5 separate regions of the Mus musculus genome follow, and all the other regions are linked to region 1. Evidence: chromatin contacts called from public promoter capture Hi-C data. All regions are on one chromosome and are shown on one strand. The core of a region is the stretch at or near the end of the contact, and the rest is flanking DNA. Distances in the headings are between cores, read along the strand shown.

What was found. Promoter capture Hi-C pulls out the DNA fragments that hold promoters and counts their contacts.
Region 2: a contact with region 1 is called in a promoter capture Hi-C map of neutrophils, with 5 times the contacts expected there. The contact joins the promoter of Ddb2 here to the promoter of Celf1 in region 1. A contact is called at or near these places in 10 of 39 promoter capture datasets (the 3T3-L1 cell line, the C10 cell line, the HPC-7 cell line and 7 more), 3 of 484 Hi-C or Micro-C datasets (CD4 T cells and embryonic stem cells), 5 of 115 datasets of contacts at active chromatin or transcription factors (the SCID.adh cell line, bone marrow-derived macrophages, effector CD8 T cells and 2 more) and 2 of 9 other capture datasets (adipose tissue and liver).
Region 3: a promoter capture Hi-C map of liver shows a contact between it and region 1, with 3 times the contacts expected there. The contact joins the promoter of Pacsin3 here to the promoter of Celf1 in region 1. A contact is called at or near these places in 17 of 39 promoter capture datasets (the 3T3-L1 cell line, 3T3-L1-derived adipocytes, the C10 cell line and 9 more), 5 of 484 Hi-C or Micro-C datasets (CD4 T cells, the G1E-ER4 cell line and embryonic stem cells), 2 of 115 datasets of contacts at active chromatin or transcription factors (memory CD8 T cells and microglia) and 2 of 9 other capture datasets (adipose tissue and liver).
Region 4: a contact with region 1 is called in a promoter capture Hi-C map of embryonic stem cells. The contact joins the promoter of 1110051M20Rik here to the promoter of Celf1 in region 1. A contact is called at or near these places in 6 of 39 promoter capture datasets (embryonic stem cells, hippocampal neurons, liver and 2 more), 2 of 115 datasets of contacts at active chromatin or transcription factors (astrocytes and fibro-adipogenic progenitors) and 1 of 9 other capture datasets (adipose tissue).
Region 5: a contact with region 1 is called in a promoter capture Hi-C map of pre-B cells, with 3 times the contacts expected there. The contact joins the promoter of Ptprj here to the promoter of Celf1 in region 1. A contact is called at or near these places in 1 of 39 promoter capture datasets (pre-B cells) and 1 of 115 datasets of contacts at active chromatin or transcription factors (effector CD8 T cells).

The regions. Positions count from the first base shown.
Region 1 is chr2:90,939,131-90,941,830 of GRCm38.p6, reverse strand. Celf1 (CUGBP, Elav-like family member 1) reads right to left here and starts at 1,434. Exons shown (of 14, transcript NM_198683.2): 1 at 1,190-1,434.
Region 2 is chr2:91,235,679-91,238,378 of GRCm38.p6, reverse strand. It overlaps Ddb2 (damage specific DNA binding protein 2), which reads left to right and starts at 1,313. Exons shown (of 10, transcript NM_028119.5): 1 at 1,313-1,689. The coding sequence starts at 1,563. It overlaps A330069E16Rik (RIKEN cDNA A330069E16 gene), which reads right to left and starts at 1,233. Exons shown (of 2, transcript NR_015464.1): 1 at 978-1,233; 2 at 22-657.
Region 3 is chr2:91,255,419-91,258,118 of GRCm38.p6, reverse strand. It overlaps Pacsin3 (protein kinase C and casein kinase substrate in neurons 3), which reads right to left and starts at 1,306. Exons shown (of 11, transcript NM_001289678.1): 1 at 1,193-1,306.
Region 4 is chr2:91,443,449-91,446,148 of GRCm38.p6, reverse strand. It overlaps 1110051M20Rik (RIKEN cDNA 1110051M20 gene), which reads left to right and starts at 1,435. Exons shown (of 9, transcript NM_175123.5): 1 at 1,435-1,580. The coding sequence starts at 1,535.
Region 5 is chr2:90,579,160-90,581,859 of GRCm38.p6, reverse strand. It overlaps Ptprj (protein tyrosine phosphatase, receptor type, J), which reads left to right and starts at 1,265. Exons shown (of 24, transcript NM_008982.6): 1 at 1,265-1,704. The coding sequence starts at 1,609. Gm46752 (vegetative cell wall protein gp1-like) reads right to left here and starts at 1,105. Exons shown (of 3, transcript XR_001783391.2): 1 at 944-1,105; 2 at 490-749.

The DNA.
Region 1 (2,700 bases), core at 185-2,684:
GGCAATAAAACTACTAATATAAAAACTAGTATAGAGAGAAAAAAAAAATCAGTGCCGTTGCAGTTGGTCCATTCTAACCTCCATGATTTTCCAAGTACACTTGTTAATGCCAAAACCAAAAAGAACTCTAAGCAATTCCATCTGAAGACACCGTCATTCTAAGGATCTAAAAAGAAACAAACTGGAAAAAGTGAAAAAGTGCAATTCAAACCTCTTCAACTCAGAGACTAGAAGACAGAGAAGAGATCTTTTAAAGGTTAAGTTCCTTTTAAGTGTGTGCAAAGGGTGTTTGTAACCTCCTAACAATGCAGACATTATCAACAGAGTCTATGCTCTTTAAAACTGTTCAACAGCTTTTATATACAGCATTAACTCTGAGCACCAGAAAGAGATTCTGTTGTGCTAAACCAAGCTCTGACCAAAATCTCACACTTTCTCCCCGGAATCAGTCTCTAAACCAATGAGAAGCTCCTTAAAAAGCATATGCAATGGTCGGAGAAAATTAAAACAACATCCTGTCAGAACCACCACAACCGAGACACCACTACCGACTTTAAATCCAAAGCCTGGGACCTAGCGAAGAAGGCACCCTCCAGAGCCGTCCCCGCTCCTGGGTGCGAGATTCGAGCCCTGCTACTAGGCCTTGACTGGGCGAGCGAGCACCTGATGTGGGGGGTAGGGCGAGCCAAAGCGGCCCCAGGGCGAGAACTGCAAGAGCTCCGGAGGATCGAGAGGAGCGCTGCCTTCTAGGGGCGGGAATCTAGGACACCCCCGGGGGTGGGCACGAAGAACACGTGGGGCGACAGGGTCAGGGAAGCGGCGTCTCGGGTAGACAGCCGCGATCTCGCCCAGCGGACCCGGAGAGGAGGACTCGGGTGCGGTGCAGGAAGCAAGCCCTCGGGGCCGGGAGAGTGGAGGCAAAGGGCAAGGGAGCCGGGGCCAGGCCACGAGGAGGGCGGGTCTCCCTGGGAGCAGGGGCACGCGCCGGGCGGACGCGAATGGGCCCCCGAGTCCCGAGCAGTCCGCGGCCTGGTCCCCGGGGTGCGGGGAAGCGGGAGCGACCGCACCCGGAGGGCCCTGTGACCCGTAGCCGCCCGAACCTGACCCGCCCCGCGGCGCCTCCCTCCAGCCTCCCTCTCTTTCCCTCCCTTCATCCCGCGGCCCGTTATCCTGCGGCCGCCGCACTCACCAGCGGCTGCACCTGAGCCCGCCGCTGCCTCAGCTGCTGCCTTGCTCCTCCGCAGCCGCCGCTGCCTCGCTGCTGAGGCCGAATCCCGGGGGAGCCTCCGCGTCCCGCCGCCGCCGCCGCCTCTGCCGCTGCCGCTGCCGCCAGAGCAGAACACCCCAAAATGGCGGCACTTCCGGCACCTACCACCGGCGGGGAGGGCCGCCGCGGAGGGGGCGGGCGGCGAAGGGGAACGTACCACCGCGGCGCCGCCCGCCAGCGCCGAGCCGAGCCGAGCGCCGCGCAGGGGCGGGCGGAGGGCCGGCGCTGCAGCGCCCCCTCCGGCCGGGGAGTGAAGGAGCAGTCGCTCTGAAACCCTGGGGGCCGCGGGCGGAGCCCTCAGCCCTGGGAGCTGTAGGGGTGCATCTCTTTGTCTCAGAGCTGCACTGGAGGGAAGACCCCGGCCTGGGAATCTGAAGTTCTTGCCTCTGCGCACCGCACTAGCTGCACCTCTGGCGGGCAAGCAACGCAGCTTGGCAATGAAAAATACACATAATAAATATCGAATGAATGAATGAATGAATGAATGAATGAATGAATGAATGAATGAATGATGGGTGCTTGGCTAACACTGGACGCAGGGCACACCCTTTCTTTTTGCACATCAGCATACAGACAACTGTATCCAGGCCTTCCTTCTGATGGAATGTGTGTTGCAAGCTTTCAGAGTTAGGGAAGTGCCTGTACAGAGATGTTCAACTGCATGCATGCGCAATCTGGCAAAAATCCCTGCGGCACCAGAAAGCTCTTAAGTATTCTATTAAGAGACTACCCAGTCCAAACCTACTCTTCTTGGGAAAAAAAATAACAATTAAAACACTTTTTACGAATCCAGCACCCCCTTTTAGGATTCGGTATTCCTAACCTGCATCTAGCTGGATTCACGCATTAAGTGTGTTGTTTATTACACAAAGTCAGTGAAATGTGAGACAATGAAATGCAGATTGAGAAAACTTAGTTCTGGGAGGTCAGGGCTCCATCAATTTACAAATTACTCATGAGTTGGCAATTATTTCTCTTTATCACTTAGCTTCCTAAAGCAAAATATATATCCACAAATGCCGGTTATACCCTACCCTACCCTACCACACTCACTAAGGCAGCCCCCACCCCTGCCCCAAGCAGCAGCCAAGAGTTTTCCCCTGTGCTAGAGGCACAAACAATCATGTAGATCAAAACAATTAGCCCCTAGGTTGTTCATTATCAAATTACCTAAATTGTACTGTAAAGCTTTGGTTGTTTTTTGTTTTTTTTTTTTTTTGTTTGTTTTGTTTTTTTGAGAGTTTCTCTGTGTAGCTCTGGCTGTCTTAGAACTCCCTCTTGTTACTGAGACTGACCTCAAACTCACTTGGTGATCCGCCTGCCTCTGCCTCCCCTAAATGCTGGGATTAAAGGCGTGTATCGCCACACCCGGCCTGTTCGTTCCAATTTTCAAATTGGTTTTCTACCTTCTTGTTGTTGATTGATGGGAATGG
Region 2 (2,700 bases), core at 64-2,563, 300 kb before region 1:
GCACATCTTAGGACATCCCCATTATTGGTGCTGGGTTCAGCTTTTTATTTTCTTCTAGAGCATCATTTTAATTTAAAATAAAATTAAACTACATTAAAACATATAAATTTTACATATGTTTATGTAAGTATCATCTTCATAAGGAATACATTACTTTTGACACACACATATTGTATTCTTTAAATTGGGTTAGGCACATCTTCTCAGATATCGTTTGTGGTGAAAACATTCAAAACCTTTCTACCTTTAGAAAATATACAGCAAACCCATTGTCTGCTGTCACCTTGCTGTGCAATAGCATGCCAGATTTTCTCACTCTTTTTCTTTTTTAAAGATTTATTTATTATTATAAATAATTACACTGTAGCTGTCTTCAGACACTCCAGAAGAGGGAGTCAGATCTCATTACAGATGGTTGTGAGCCACCATGTCGTTGCTGAGATGTGAACTCAGGACCTTTGGAAAAGCAGTCAGTGCTCTTAACCGCTGAGCCATCGCTCCAGCCCCAGATTTTCTCACTCTTATCTGATCCTTACAAGATATCAGTGTAGTCCAGGCAAACTCTTCATGCCTCAGCCTCCTCAGTGTTGGGAATTACACAGAGCCTGCCACCATAGATACAGCTCTTTTCTATAGTATGAGGTAAAATACATTCATCTGTAAAGCGAGAGGAAAGAATCAAATGCTAAGGCTGTGATTGGGTAATCAGAGGCACTTTTTTTTTTTTTTTAAGATTTATTTATTTAATACACTGTCATTTCAGAAACACCAGAAGAGGGCATCAGATCCCAATACAGATGGTTGTGAGCCACCTTGTGGTTGCTGGGAATTGAACTCAGGACCTCTGGAAGAGCAGTCAGTGCTCTTAACCACTGAGCCATCTCTCCAGCCCTAGAGACACCTATTATTAATGGGGGAAATGAGAAATATTTAGCCACACTTGAATCTTTGCTCTTTTTAAGACATAAACTACCTACTTTTATCTGTCTCTGTCTCTCTCTCTCTCTCTTTGTTGTTCTTCGAGACAGGGTTTCTCTGCGTAGGTCACCGGATTGCTGGAACGTGTACACCAGGCTGGCCTGAAACGCCGCCTGGCTCCGCCTCCAGCATGCAGGGTTTACGGCCAGCGCTCCCTCCTCAGGTTCAAATAATCGGCTTTCTTCAGATCCAGCACAAGCCAAGGCCCAGCTCCTAGGGAGTTAAAATAAAAAACCCTCCCTGTGAGCTGCACACGTTACTCCGGAAGAGGAGGAGCGGCCGGGGGCGGGCCGTGCCCGAGGGGTTGGGGCAGTCCGGGGCAGTTCCGGGGGCAAGACAGCCCCCTACTGTGGCAATCCCGAGGGGGCGGGGCAGTTCCAAGGGGCGGGACAGCCCTGAGGGGACGGGGCGGGGCTAAAAGTAAAGCAGCCCGGAGGAGCGTTTGGCGCGAAGGTGTCTTAGCTGCGCTACCTGCGACGGCGCTGCCTCATACGTAGTCCCTTCCTGTTTTCTCCACGGAGGCTTTTCCACTCCTTGCTTCGTTATTTTGCCACAGAGCTTGATATCTCTTCACCGAGTACGTCATGGCTCCCAAGAAATGCCCAGAAACCCAGAAGTCCCCCGACGTTGCGGTGCTCCTCAGGAGCAAAAGTCGCAGAGGTCCTCAGGAGCTGGAGCCCGAAGCCAAGAAGCTGCGTGTGCAGGGTCCCGGTACGGCCTGTGCTGCTGCCTTAGCTTTCCGGGGGTTCAGGGTGCTCGCGCCAGAGGCTGAAGCTGGGGTGGTGGGTGCTTGTGCCTGGGCTTCTGAAGCAGTTCTTGGCTTCTGTCGCCTCAGGCTGTGATTTTATTTGGGAGATCGAGGGTTCGAACCCAGGCCTCCAGTTCTCTCAGCAAGTGGGCTGCCACTGAGCCACACGCTGCCGACTGGTTTTATTGGCCAGTTCATTGACAGCAGAGAGTTTTAAGTTGAACAGCCCCCCCACCTCTACCCCAGGTGACAGAAAGAGTCAGATGAGTGCCATCACCGTAAAAGCCACAGTCCCCACTTTCCTTGTTCCAGAAGTTTTACACATCTACTGTTTCAAAGTAATCCTCCCTTTCATAGCCTCTCGGTTATGTTAGCTCTGAGAGTCTGAAATTCCCTCCCTCCTTTCTTCAGAAAGCGCATTCTCAGAGGTTTACCAGGACTTGAACCTGGGGCTATAAGGAATGTGATAAATTGATAAGAGTGGTTTTAGCCATGAAAAGAAAGGAAAGTTGTCAAGAGAAAAAAAGGACTTATAGATTGGGTCCACCAGAAGGGCTTGGTAATTCAGAGTTGTTTTATTTATTTGTTTGTTTGTTTATTTATTTATTTATTTATTTAGTTTTTCGAGACAGGGTTTTTCTGTGTAGCCCTGGCTGTCCTCAGAACTCAGAAATCCGCCTGCCTCTGTCTCCCAAGTGCTGGGAATAAAGGCGTGTGCCACCATTCCCGGCTTATTTTTATTATACTCTGATTTACCTCTCTTCCTTGAAGCCACCTAATCAATTTGGAACTTTTCTAAACCTTACTGCATTCTTCTGGTTTCCACTCAAGTAATGGTTGCTCATGACATTATTTAGTATTTCTTTAAATACAGAGTCTTGCTCTATAGCCCAGGCTGGCCTCCAATCCAAGTATGCTGCAGCTTCTGAGTGCTAGGATTACAGTTATACACCACTGTATTTGGATAGCTCTTA
Region 3 (2,700 bases), core at 57-2,556, 320 kb before region 1:
CACATCTGAGTGAACACATCCTACCACAGCAAGAGGTCAGAGAGCAAGAACAGGTAGTTAAAATCTTTCCAGCCCAGGCTCTCCACTTAGCCTGTCAGAAGGCTTCTGGGACACTGGCAGGGTCTCTTCCCAGCCGCTAGTGCTGAACTGGGAGTTCTGGGCTTCAGGACAGAGCCCACTCTCCCCACCTGAGCTCCAAAGGTTTCTGCCTTGTTCCTTTCTTACACATAAGCCAGCCCCCACCCTTTTCCAGTAGCTGGGGACACAGGCCTGGAAGAGAGCAAAGCTATCCTGCCCAGCCCAGTCCTGTGTCCTGAGTCACAGGCTGCGCCCAAGGGCTTCCCCAGCAGCCTCTCCCAGTCAGCCTGTAGACTTGGATTTAGAGGTGCAGGAGGGTCTGGCTGCTGAACCAGAGAGGGGCGCTTAAAATCAAGAGACTGGCACAGTCTTTTGGAAGGATGGGGGAGGGGGTGGCTCAAAGAAAGGGGGAGGAGGCAGAGCCAGGGAGGGGCATAACAAAGGGGCACTTTTGGAAACCCGACCTGCCGGCTGAGGTGCCTGCTCGCTGATGACGCACTCCTAACCTCCACACCAAATCACAGAACTCAGGGGCTGCCGGTCTTTGGCCTCCACCCTTATAGACAGCGCCACCCGACAAACCACCTCCGGATCCCAGAAGGCTCGGTGTTGAACAACTCCAAGCCGGTGGAGCCAGCCACAGGATAGGCATAGCCAGGCCTAGACATGGAGGCTCTAGGACTTCTTGGACAAACTTGTTGAACTTGGTCTCGGTGGGGAGGTGGGGCCAGCTGGTTACTGCAGCGGGGAAGGGGCGCTGCCTACTAGGGTTAGCCATACAGATAGTGGCGCGAAGGGGCGGGGGGCGGGCTTTTTACAGAGGCCCCTTCTAGGACTTCAGAACGGGCGCAAGGAGAGCAGTTGGGGACCCTCTAGGCACCCTGAGAGATGATTTGCTCCTCCAGCTGGACGCCCCATTTCCCCTGGCTGGCCTGAAGAAACGCCTAATTAGCGTAGGAGATGAGATGGCCTTGCGCTCAGTGGCAGCCAATGGCCGGGGTCTCCGGCGCGGGAGTCCGTCCCATTGCCAACTTCAGGAGTCGAAGGACCAAAGAGCAAGCTAGAGCCACCATGCCGCCGCCGTGCCCCCCAGCTCCCCCTCCAAAGCACTCACCGTGTCCTCTCAGGGGCCCTCGGTGGGTTAGGGGGATCTGGCCACGCTCAGTTCGGAGTCCTACCACTCCCGGGTCCGGGCCACCGCCTCCTGGAGCGCTTCGGGCCCTCCCCCGGGAAGCCCGGCCCCCCGGGCCCGCCCTCTCCGCGGAGCCGCCGCCCCAACCCCACCGACAGCATCCCCGCAGCGGGGACTGCAGGCATCCCTGCGCCAGGTGGCTCGGGATGCGAGCCATAGGATCTGCTCCCCGGGTGCAGAGAAAGCTGGAGCCAATAGTCTAAGGAGGTGCAGCGAGGCTACCAGAGAGCTGTGAGCTTTGTCGCTCTCCGACCTTTCCAGAGACTAGGAGGCCGGTGGGAATGAGCGGGAACTTGCACACTAATCATTAGGGTGGAATTCGGGGACAAAACTGAGGGGGCATTCTTTGCTGAGAGCACCTAGAAAGTTAGAGGTTAGCTACAGGGAGACAGATTCATAACCACCCACTCCTTGTAACCTTGAATGAGGGTTAGAGATACCTTCAGCGGTTATCTGCCCAAGATCTCTAGTCCGGCCGAAGCGAGACTAGAAAAGCCATGCCTACCTAGAGCAGCTCTGCTTGCAGCTTTAGCGCGCATTCCGAGACCTGAGACAAACACGCGGTGGGAGTGGGACAAAAAAACACGAACTCCTCCCCCTCCGTGTTCACGGTTTCAGATTTTCTATCTCAACATATCTTTAAATCCCTTGGTCTCACCTCCTAGTTCAATGTAGACTTTTTCCGAATCGTCTCGATGCCACCCCACCCTAAATAGATCCCTTCTTCACTGCTCCACCCCCAGCCTCTCGGGATTTCAGAGCTTGTGGGTCTGTTATTTATATTCACTGGAGCGGTCCAAGAATGTTCTGAGGCTGACCTAATCTCCACCTGCTCGGCTTCTCCGCCCCTCCTGCTCTCTCCTGAGCCGGGTGACCCCGCAGCGGTGCCCCTGACCCGAGAGACAGGAGGGAACGCGGGCCAGCGGGGTCCCAGGCCTCTGGTGCTCAGGGGTCCTGGAGTCACAGTTCGCTCCGGGTTGGAGAGCCCAAGGGACCGCCCCTTAGGGGACCGTGCGCGCTCTGGGAAGCAACCGGCCTAGCTGCTCTCTATCCAGCACGCACATTTCCAACCCAGCCCCCTCCACGCCCTTAGAAGTGTGAGTACGTGCGCGCGCGGATTTTTTAAAAGACAACTTTAAAAATAACAAAATCGTGTTGTTTCTAAATCTGGAAGGAATCACTGACGTGTGTTCTTTGCTCAGTAGAGTCCACTCACAAAATGGGAAGAGGGGCGGCTGAGGATAACAACGGTAACTTAGGAGTGACACCAGCTGCTGGGGGCTGACTTAGGAGCGTGAAATGGTCTCCTTTAGTTGCCTGTGTTGTCTCAAAGACGAGCATCACCCGTGGCCTGAGGACTCTGGCCGCGCGCGTTGTAGCAAATCTCAAATAGGAGATTTGAAACCTGAGGATGTGGTTTCTGAAACCAA
Region 4 (2,700 bases), core at 186-2,685, 500 kb before region 1:
GGGGTAGAGGAAGGAGAAGTTAATTATTTTTAACAAAACTTGCAGGACTTCATATCAACAACTACCAACCTGGAAAATTCATTACCTCAGAACACCAAACACTGTCCCTTGTGTGGCTCTGTCCCTTTCTCCTTACCACATCCAAATTCAGAGTGACTCACAGGAGCCTAGAATTGAGACATATATACAAATTTAAGGGAAAGGGAGAATTACAAGGTCTGAGTAGCTCCTTTGGGGAGACTAAGAATAGGCCCCTCAGAACATAAGAGAAGAGCCTCCTCTTTACTTACTCCAGTGTAGGTGGTCTGTGGGATTCCCAGTCACTCCTTTGATGACATCAATTTCGTTTTCTTTCTTTGTCACAAAACCTCTCCTCTTTCGAAAACTTCTCCTTGTTGAAGGGGCAGGGACTTACTTCAAAACAAAACAAAACAAAACAAAACAAAACAAAAGTGAGGATCGAGTGGCTTTTTCTGCTAGGTTTGGACTGTGACACTGTACAGATCTCTTTCCTGTTCTTGCACAGAGAGAGGAGATAAGAAAATCTGGTTATTTGAAAAGAAAGGAATAGTCTTTCTTCTTCAGAAAGGATAGAGCTGAGGATATGTAATAAATGCTCTAGTTTCTGACCCATTTCCTTTGAGAAATGAAGTGACTTTGTAGGAAAAAGGAAAGGCACTTGGACAAGATGTCAAATAATAGGAAGTAGAAGCAGTCTCAAACGGCTAAAGGGAATTTGAGAGGAATGGTCATTAACTTACAGAGGACTTGATGAGTAGTTTTAAAAATTGCATTTTACCGGGTGTAGGGGCACACACCTTTAAAACATTAAAACCTCTGAGAGCTGCAGGCTCAGGCAGATCTCTTAAATTCAAGGCTATCCTGGTCTACACATCAAGTTCTAAGCCCGACTGGGCAATACAGTGAGACCCTGTCGAGATATATATTTGGGGCAGGGGATTTGTGGAGGTCAGAGGACAACTTGGAGGAGTTGGTAGGCTGTTTTCACCACATGGGGTCCCTTGGATTGCTCAGTGGCCCTTAGTAGTATCTCTATGCTAAAGACGTATCCCCGACCTCCAGAAGCTGCCAAGATACAAAGAACATTTTGTACCAACTTGAAAGAGTAAATCCTAAAAGTGATTAATAATAGATAATGAGATCTCAGTGTTAGGCGAGGCCATACATGATCATTATTGTTAGAATAAACAGAAACTATGAAATCCAGAAATTGCAGATATGAGCCACTGATAGTAATTCTTCAGCATCACAAAATACGACACATTCAGAGAATTTAATTCACAGATTCTAAAACCAAATCCCAAAAATAGGAGTTAAAGAAAATCAGACTCTAAGTGACTGCTTCCGGAACTTGTGTGATAGGCTCTACGTTGCCAGTCGGAGACTGTTTACGTGACACCCTCTCAGCCTTCTAGTTCTCCTCTGGCCGCCTGGGTGCCATGGCAACAGAGACAGGCTGTAACCTGGGTTCCGGAAGAAGAAAGCTGGAGCGTGGAAACTACCCGGTCAAAGGATGCTGAGTCCCGAGCGCCTAGCTCTACCGGACTACGAGTATCTGGGTAGGGGCTTTTTTCAGCGTCGGGAAAAGAAAGGAGTAATGTGTTAGGGGAAGGAGTGGGTAGGAGACAGGGGCGGAGCCTGAACGGTAGCGGGTCTGGATGGGACGGGAGGACAGAAAGAAGGGGTTCTAGGGCCTGAGCCTGAATGTAGGGCCAAACCTGGATGAAAAATAACATTTATGGAGTAAAGAATGGCTGAATTATATGGACTGGCTCTCAGGCAATGAGGACTGCATTCTAAGTAACACAATTAAGAATCTGAGGCCCCAAACAAGGCTATTATTGATAGGTTTGTATTGACGCAAACTTGGCATCTGAAATGACTTCAGTCATTTTGTAAATAATAATTTTGCCTTCATAGTGCACGGTTATTTCGAGCTTTTCATTTTCATTAGGCATTCTGCACGAGGTAAGCATTTTGCATGCAGCATTATCATAGAAGGGATTGCTGTGTTTGCTACTTTACAGATGGAGACACTAAGGCTAAAGAGACAATTGCATAAGACCTCATACAGTTAGTATTAGGATCAGATTTTCCCCTTGCAGAACTTGACCTTACCCTTGAGCTAAGGCTGTGTGGTACTAAGTACTGTACTTTGCTAAGCACCCTGCAGTGAGTGTGTAACACATTTACTGTATACGTTTGTGTATACACTTATTTTTTTAAAACATTTTTTATGATATTTATTTTTTATTTATATAAGTACACTGCAGCTGTCTTCAGACACACATTAGAAGAGTGCATTGGATCCCATTACAGTTGGTTGTGAGCCACCATGTGGTTGCTAGAAATTGAACTCAGGACCTGTGGCAGAGCAGTCAGTGCTCTTAACCGCTGAGCCATCTCTCCAGACCTTGTGTATACACTTATATGCACACATACACATTTAAAAGTTCATAGCTTAAACATTTAGAGTAGTTTTAAACTTAAAGAGGACTGAGCTGATAGTAGAGTTTTTTCCCTCTGTATCTTCTATTTAGCTTCTATTATTAATTTCTTGTGTTAGTGTGGTACATTTCTTGCAACTGAATATTAGCTCAGTGTGATTACCAACAGCCTATAGTTTATATTAGGGTCCACTCTTTGTATTGTACAGTTTTCTGGACTTGGACAAATTCA
Region 5 (2,700 bases), core at 16-2,515, 360 kb after region 1:
ACTCTGAGGCCCAAGGGATGCCTAGAAGCAGGCTGGACACCTGGTGGTCTACATTCCAGTTCTCATAGGGTCCAGACTAGATTCACTTCACTATCTTGGCTGCTCAGGTCTTCCCAAATAGAACGCTCCTGTTTCTCTGTTTCTCAGAAGGTCAAGGTTGAAGAATCTGCCTTCTGATTTTTTTTTTTTTTTTTTTTTTTTTTTTTGCCAAGTTGCTCCCACTTCCTGCCACACTGCTCCCCTCTCTCTGCCCGGTGAAACCCAACCATCCATCAAAGCCCAGCTCAAGTGTCACCTCTTCCTTTGGTCAGAATCAGTCTTTCCCTCCCTAGCATGCCTTGGTTTGGTACTGTCTGTCATTACTTCTAGGTGCAGTAGATAGAGCTCTTTGGTTTCCTCTCGTGAGCCTGGGCACAGTAGCAGTATTCGTGGTAATTTGTAACTCCTTTCAGATCAGGACTTGTGATGACAGCTGCCAGATGGGCTCACCTTATGTCCCACCCTCTTTGGGACTTTACCCATGATCTCATTTAATCGCCAGGCAAGTCTCGGTAGACAGGTACCCGTAGTATCTTCCTGTTACACAGGAGCATAGAGTGGTCAAGAGAGGTGAGGCATCTCTCTCCAAGTCACACAACCAGGATTACACAGTTAGTATATAGCACAGCTGGGCTTGCCATATGCCACAGCTGGGGCTCTAATCACTGGACCAGCTTCTGTGCAGGCTCTCTGACTTCCTGGCCCAGCGTCTGGGGAGAGAACAGAATACATGGTGTGCTTCCAATAGTTTCGGGGGGTTCACCCACACCCTCCCCCAAAGCCCACCCACGGGCCAGGCTTCACCAGATTGCGGTCTAGAAGCAAGCACGACTGTGACCTGGGCAAGAGGCACGCTCAAGCCAGAGCCAGGGAGGGAGTCCCAGGCTGAAGAGTCCCTACTGACCCATCCATACTAGCTCGTGGCTCTGGAACAGTGGAGCAGCGTCCCGGGTCCCGAGTCCCAGGAATGTGGGAGGGCTAGGCGGACAGGGAGGGGGCGCTTCCTCCGGCCGCGGGAGGGGAGACGCCAGAGCGTGCACCGGGCTCGCCACCGCCCACTCCCCGCCCGCCGCCAGCTCGCTGGGGGCGGGGGCCGCGGCGAGAGGGCGGCGAGGGGCCGCGGAGCACGGCAGCGGCCGGCCCGCCCGAGCGGGAGGAAGCGATGAATATTCAGAGGGGGAGGGGAAGAGAGGGGGCCGAGCGCTCGGCGCGGCTCCCTGCAGCCGGAGCCGCATGACGCGCGGAGGAGGCAGAGGGAGCAGCCGGGGCCGCGGGAGCCGGGAGCTGGGAGCCACGCGCGGAGGGTGGGCGCCGCTCGCTCCGCCCCGCGAAGCCCCTGCGAGTCTAAGGCCGCGGCCGCTCCGCGCCAGGCGCGCTAGGCTCCGCCGTGTGGCCGCCGCCGCCGCCGCTGCCATGTCCCCGGGGAAGCCCGGGGCGGGCGGAGCGGGGACTAGGCGGACCGGCTGGCGGAGAAGGAGGCGGAGGCGTCGGCTGGAGACGGAGACGAGGGCGCCCGGCTTCGGGCACACGGCGGGGCGCGTCCCGGGCACGTTCCAGGGCGCGCAGGGCATGAAGCCCGCGGCGCGGGAGACGCGGACACCCCCGCGCTCGCCCGGGCTCCGCTGGGCGCTGCTGCCGCTGCTGCTGTTGCTACGCCAGGGCCAGGTAAGCTCTCGAGTGGGCCTGGGCGTGTGGTAGGAAGACGCGGGCCGAATTGGCATCGCCTGCACCTGCCCGGGTGTCACCCGTTCCAGGAACACCCGGCGAGGGTCTGAGAGATCGTGGTCCTGGGAGCCTTCCTCCTGGAGGAGGCTGGCAGGGATCTTGGCCAGCCTCCTGCTCCCGCCACTCAGCCCCTTCCCTGGCTCCCGGGTGCCAGGGGAAGGGCAGGATTCCGGGGTCCCCAGGGTGTCCCCCGCCGTGCCCGTTGACTCTTCCATAGAAGCTCCCGCATGGGCTGCAGGCGGCGGTGGCCCGGCCTTTCCCGGAGCTGGTCACGTCTGGCCAGCGCGGGCCCTGCTTGCGCGCCCGAAGCGGCCGGAGGGGGCGTGTTTGCGGAGGGCTGTGGATGCGGAGCAGGGACGGCCTGGCTGAGCCGAGGCCGACCTACGACCCGGCCTGGAGGGGCACGAGGGCTTGGACAGAAGGGCAGTGGCGGTGGCCGGGTGCTTGGGGACAGGCCCTGGCGCTGGGCGGTGGGCGAAGCGCCGGACTCAGAACCGAGGGCGCTTTTTGTGGGGGAAAGTTCCCAGCCTTGCCAAGGTGGCCGCTCAAAGGCGTCCCTTGAGGCTGCTGGCTCTGTTCTCATCATCGCTCCTGAGATAGTGCTGGCTTTTCTGGGTGTGCATTCGTGCTTTGTGGGCGCTAGCTATACCCCTCCCCTCCAGACTTTTCTTTTCTTTCTTTTTTTTTTTTCCTTGCTTCACTTTTTTTTTTCCGATAATGGTGGGACTCGAATTTTGGATCTTTTCTCTCAGTGGTATTTTCATGGCAGGGGATGTGATGCAAGGCAGCTGGGGGGACATTCCCATTTTGCAGATAGGGAACTGAGGGAGAGAAGTGAAAGAGTGGAATCACCCAGCTGGTGCTGCGGGAGCTGAGCAAGCGAGTTCTGCCTCACAGCCTTCTGGGAACTGGCTGTGGTCTTGAACTCTGCAGCTG